2 separate regions of the Mus musculus genome follow, and region 2 is linked to region 1. A link is a contact called in public HiCAR-type data. All regions are on one chromosome and are shown on one strand. The core of a region is the stretch at or near the end of the contact, and the rest is flanking DNA. Distances in the headings are between cores, read along the strand shown. Region 1 has its middle 55 kb from the start of Cyp2j5. Region 2 has its middle 16 kb from the start of Gm40207.

The links. HiCAR-type assays count read pairs that join an accessible place to other places.
Region 2: a contact with region 1 is called in a HiCAR-type map of astrocytes, with 5 times the contacts expected there. The contact joins two enhancer-like sites. A contact is called at or near these places in 2 of 484 Hi-C or Micro-C datasets (cortical neurons and stem cell-derived neural stem cells) and 2 of 115 datasets of contacts at active chromatin or transcription factors (astrocytes and stem cell-derived neural progenitor cells).

What each region holds. Positions count from the first base shown.
Region 1 is chr4:96,718,159-96,721,064 of GRCm38.p6, forward strand. No RefSeq gene overlaps it. Among named protein-coding and RNA genes, the nearest start is that of Cyp2j5, 55 kb to the left of the region's middle. Within about 2 kb of position 1,608, at least 60 of the 459 cell types and tissues checked have an H3K27ac peak or open chromatin away from gene starts, as enhancers often do. A contact at or near this core is called in astrocytes, where this site is marked.
Region 2 is chr4:97,431,587-97,434,499 of GRCm38.p6, forward strand. No RefSeq gene overlaps it. Among named protein-coding and RNA genes, the nearest start is that of Gm40207, 16 kb to the left of the region's middle. Within about 2 kb of position 1,350, at least 12 of the 459 cell types and tissues checked have an H3K27ac peak or open chromatin away from gene starts, as enhancers often do. A contact at or near this core is called in astrocytes, where this site is marked.

The sequences.
Region 1 (2,906 bases), core at 358-2,857:
AGAAAGGGATTGAGGGGCATGAGAAGATTTGTAGGGGAAGGAGAGAGTGATGGAAAGGATATAAAAATTATTCATATATGAAATTCTCATTTTTTTAAAAAAAGATATAATAGAAGCCCTGGTAACCTAATGCATTGATTTATATATGACTTTCTCTAGCTCCCTTTGCATTTTGACCCTCCCTCCTGAACTTGAGTCAACACTGTAGGAGAGAAGCAAGATTCCCATTTTCCTTCCCCCTATCCCTTCTTCTTTTCTGCCAATAAAGGACAGGCACAGGGAGCAGAGTCATCAATCTACATTCTCAATGTCCACAGGGAAAAGAGAGATGGATTTTGGAAGAACAAATTGGACTTGTCTGAGAGAACACATAGTGAAGAGTCACATCTCAGAAGGTGTCCAAGCCCAAGGAAGCCCAAGGAATCTCTGCTTAGAGCTGGCTCCTTGAAAGCAGAAAATGAGCTTCAGTTATAATCTTCTGGGGATTGGCTAACTAACCAGAACTTTGGAATTCTGATGAGACAGATTCTCAGTCTAAATCTCCCTTTGCAAGAACAGAAAACTGTGTGGGATAGTAGTGTGTGGGCTTTAGGGATTGGTACCAAGTGCCAATTGCTCTTTACAAGATAAATCTCCCTTGGCCTTTGTCAGAGCTCAATCTGCCTATGAATTTTCCTGGACTCTATCCTCAGAAGCACCATCTGCTAGTGATTGTCCTACCATCTGACCACTTACCCTTTGTCAATTGCCCTCTTCTGGGCAACCCCACTACCAGTTGGAGTCTACCCATTGTCCATTTTGGAAAAACTGAGTCTGAAGAGCAACAAAACAGAAGGGGGAGAGGGAAACAATGCACTGTGTAAAGATCCAAGGCCAAGATGTGATGTGGGAAGGCCTGGAGTCTTTGCTCAGAACCTGGGGCGGGAGCATGTGGCCAAGCCAGAGCCATATTGTGTCCCAGGCAGCCTGATGGCTCCACAAATAATATTGATGCCTTTTGTTTGGAAACTTTTGAGGCAGCTTCCCACTTTCCAACAAGCCGTGGTAAATGCTGGGCCCTCCCCAAACCACTTTGCCTTTTGCATGGTTTCTGGCCAACTGCGCAGGCAGATGAGGCCCCTCAATGCTAATGAGGGAAAGGGCTGGCATTCCTGAGTCACCCAGCTCTGGGAAGCTCGCCTTTGTTGCTAAGGAGCATTGGAACTGTAGCTGAAAGGCTCATAAAGACAGAGAGGAGAGGGAGAAAAGAAAAGCACACACTTGTTTCCAGAACTTCACAGTTCCCTAGATGGCACCAAAGCTCTCCAGTTTCTGATCCCAATTAGAGTATCACCCCCATCTTTATTGTTCCTCTTAATGATCTTGGGAAATTCTTCAAGTTAGAAAACACTTAGCAAACTTTGGACTATTTTATCACTTTAGTTATGCTTTTGTGTCTGTGAACATACCACCTCCAGGTGGCTGAGAATGCCTTGTTACTGGCTCAGAGGGGTATGGAGCTGAGAGAAAGCAGCTGGGGTTTGCTAATGTTCATGTGTGGGCTCCATTCAGTAGGTGTTCACCAGTGACCCACATGGTCAAGGATCTGGGCATTGGTGCTGATGACAAAGTAGAAGAGGCTATGTTGGATTTGCTGCCAGTCTTGCTGGACAATGAGGCCATTCATACAGGGGTGTTGTACTAGTTGTTTGCTGCCAGTGTGGCCTACATAGCATTGCTGGACTTGGAATTTACACAACAGTTTTTCACTCCTGGCTTAGTCACTCTCACTAGGCCTGTTGGAACCAAAGTGATTTCAGTAGTACCCTGAGCTTCAGTTTTTTCAACAGTAGAATGGGCATAGTAATGCCAACCTATTTTGTAAAGTAAGAGAAGCAATTACAGGTGGGAGGATAATGTAAAAGGCAGTTTCTGCTGACCAGGAAAGCACTCTGAAAATGATCCAAACGCTAGTTTCAATATCTGGAAAAAAACTAATAATTAGGCCTGTTGTGAAGGGAAGAATTGTATAAAAATAGAGGATACTTGTTTCCTCTGTGGTACTTCTCTGTGGCATTCAAGATACACTGCTAAGCCATTGATGCAATATCTCATTTAATATGAATGGAATGGTGTTGCTCTACTAAAAAAGTGAGTTGCTCAAGGCTATATGGTATGAGAGAGTCTGATCCAGCTGAGAAAATGCCTCTATCCTTTATTCTCTTCATCTTTAAAGATGAAGTTTGTGATCCTTGGAAAGTTACTCTCTCTCTCTCTCTCTCTCTCTCTCTCTCTCTCTCTCTCTCTCTCTCTCTCTCTCTCTTACACACACACACACACACCACTGTATCATCTCTAAAAAGCTTACTGCATACTGTCACCCACTTAGGAAGGTCCTACTGCAGGAAGCTTATCAACCAACAGACACTGGTCTTTATTTCTCTATCTTTATTAGAATTCCACAGTGACACATAATGAGTATTCAATAAGCCACTATCTGAAAATAATAAAAAACAACAAATGCCACAATGACATTTTGAAGTGTAATGACATCATAGCATATTACTATTTATGTCAATTTGTTGGCTTCATAGCAGACCTCCTATAACCTCTACTGTCACATTGTTACCTTAATAAATAATCTTCTCTATGGATTTAAATTTTATTTCCTTAATTTTTACTCATATAAAAGTAATGAGTATACTCTCATGATATATATACAAGCAGACAGATAAGCATACAGACAACCTCCAAACCAAGATTCCCTTCTTGCCTAAATTCTAACCGTGCTGTGACCATGTAGTCTGACTTTATGAAGCATGACCCTAATTCAGAAACTTCACCCCTGCCTCTGAGGCCTCTTTGTGATTGTCCATGTATTCACCCCCTGCTTTGTTGACCATTGGTTATAAGTTCCCATTTCCCCT
Region 2 (2,913 bases), core at 100-2,599, 710 kb after region 1:
AGGTTGAATCAGCATTTAAGGGATGCCAGTAGACTTATAGAGGAAGGTATAAAAGTAATAGCTTTCTTGGAATGCTGTGTACAATTCTTTTATTTATATAGTTTTTTCCTATGTAACAAGTAATTTTCTAAGCACTTAAAACTATTTATCATACCAAATCTGTGAGCCCAGGATTAGCATGACCCTACATAACAAATGAGGAAAATGATACCTTGAATGGTTGAATCATTTGGCCAAGCTCTAATTGCACATAAACAAGTTTTTTCCCCATCAAAGCCACTAAAGCTGCACTAACAAGTATGACTTCGAGAGTACTAGCTTAAGTCATGCCATTTATTTCTGTACTAGAAATAGAACAGACTATATGAAATAATAAAGGTTGGAGGGGGGACTTGCTAATCAAGCTTCCTATGGTATTGTAATAGACAATCCCATGAAGAACTGGGCAAGTTTATGTGAAGTAGAAGACAAAGTCATAGCTGGAGACAGAGACTTGAAGGTTGGCTGTCTATGTAAATGGCAATGGTCATCAAAATAGTGGCCAGGATAGCTCAGCACTGTCACTGACTGGCACAACTCACAGGGAATGACAGGATTGTGTTCTCATGGCACATCTCGTTTTCATTGAAGGCTAAGAACTGTTCCTCATTTCCTATGCAACATTCATGATTCCATGGTTGTGAGCTAGCTCTCATGTTCTGAAATACACAGAAAGGCTCAAATGGGTAACTGACAGGAAATGAGACTTGGATAGAAATAAGGAATTGAGGAAGTTGAACCTCTCTTGCAACCTTTAAAAAGCCTGCTTAATACACCCATCTTTAATATTTTAGAACCTAATTGGTACAAAACATTGGACCTGCAATTTGGTCATACTCATTATGTATTTACATTCCTTTTATTAAAATATAGTAGAAATGAATAATTGAAAGATCAGAGCTTAAAATGATTTTGCAGCTAAAAGTTAAAGCTTGAAAACTGATCTACAAATAATTACTATATCCACTTAAAATTTAAAGACTGTTTAATTTTATTTTTAGAGCCCAAAGAATCCCAACAGACTTCATAAGAAGCAAAAAGAACACTCGCTGGCTGTGGGCACTCCACCTCATTCAGATGCAGCCCTTTCTATCATTGCTTGTAGCAGTTAAATACAGTAAACCATTACTTTGTGCCAGGCACTGGACTGTGTACCTTCTATCCATTGGAAATTCACAATGCCAGTCAAAAAAAAGGTTACTTTCTTCATTTTAAGGATAATGAAAGCATATTTGAGAGATTACTCATTTCCTCGGGCTCATTCAGTGAGACATGGTAAGCTGAAACTGCTCAATACAACTCATTCTAGAGTGTTACAGTGAGCAGTTTCTCAGGCTCCAGGTTCCAGCTATGTCTTTAGTGTCTGAATTCTTTAGTGCTCTCTAGAATGCCTGAGAAGTACTTTGTAACAGCATCCTCTCTTCTTTCTTCCAGACAAATCAAACCCTCACACAACCTCCACCACCAAACAGCCAGAGGTGACACTGAGTTCTTTTTATCCCTTCCTTATTTGGCTGCACCATTTACATTGTTACTTGAAACTGTGAGATTCCCGTTGAAGTCTATATTTCCCTAAATGCCACGAGCTCTCTTCAGCTTAAACTTGTGACACATTGCAATGTAAGCTTCACTTCAAACATTAAATATTATCAAATAAACTCAGAAGTGCTCTGAGAAATGATGAGACCCATAATAAATAGTGCCTCTGTTGTCCCCTCAGGTATTGAATGAGTAACATAACAGATGAGTGGAAGCAGAGAGTCAAGAATCATTTTTTTAAGTTGCTACTTGAGTTTTTAATAGCTAGTCTGAATGTTCTAAATAACATCAGTAAACCACCTGAATTAGCCACCCCAAACTTTTACATCTCAGAACTTAGAGCCACTTTTGGAGTTATTTTCCAATACCACTTGTCCTTTCTTATATTACCTTTAGGTTTAAATCTTACCTGAGATTTTTATCCCTTTAACATAAACAGACAAATACTACACCTTATGATGACTTGATGATCATTTTATCTCTTCTTTCACTCAATAGTTTCTCCAGTTCATAGACCCCTCTACTTACCATTAGTAGGCTTCTCTTTAAGTCTTACCCCTACCTAGCCCAAGTTCCTGGACCCTAACTTCAACATTGACTTGTTTCTACAATTACCAATTCCTTCAGCCTCACTAGCCTGATGTGCTACTTACCTGTCCTATGTTAGTCTAATTGTCTGTTTAATGCTTTACCTTCAATATAATAAGGTGAGGATTTATTCCTTATTCATTGATATGTAATTAAAACAGAGTCACCGTTCTTATCTGTGGGTAAAATGTGGTAACCTGGTGCATGCGAACAAGTACAGTAATAAATCAGAGACTGAACCACTTCCTGCTCCTCAAATGTTTAGCATTTGTGTTTAATACACACAAATTCCTCTCTTCTAGTTCTTAATTTAGTTCACTGAAATTTGCATTTCACAATTTCATATATAGTGTATTCACATAATTCCCACTTCCTACTCTCTCACCTGTGTCCATTTTACCTTTTGCTTCTGAATCTCTTTCATCAGTTCGTGTCTTTCTGTTTCATATTGTGAGTTCTGACATAAACCAAAGCCATATGAGTGATCGTGGATTTGGAAACTTCTACTGGAGTTTGGTGGGAATCCCTATCAGGAACACAACAAAAGTGGGAGCAAAAAGAATACTCGCTGGCTGTGGGCACTCCACCTCATTCAGATGCAGCCCTTTCTATCATTGCTTATAGCAGTTAAATACAGTAAACTGTTACTTTATGCCAGGCATTGGACTGTGTACCTTCTATCCATTGGAAATTCACAATGCCAGTCAAAAAAAGGTTACTTTCTTCATTTTAAGGATAATGAAAGCA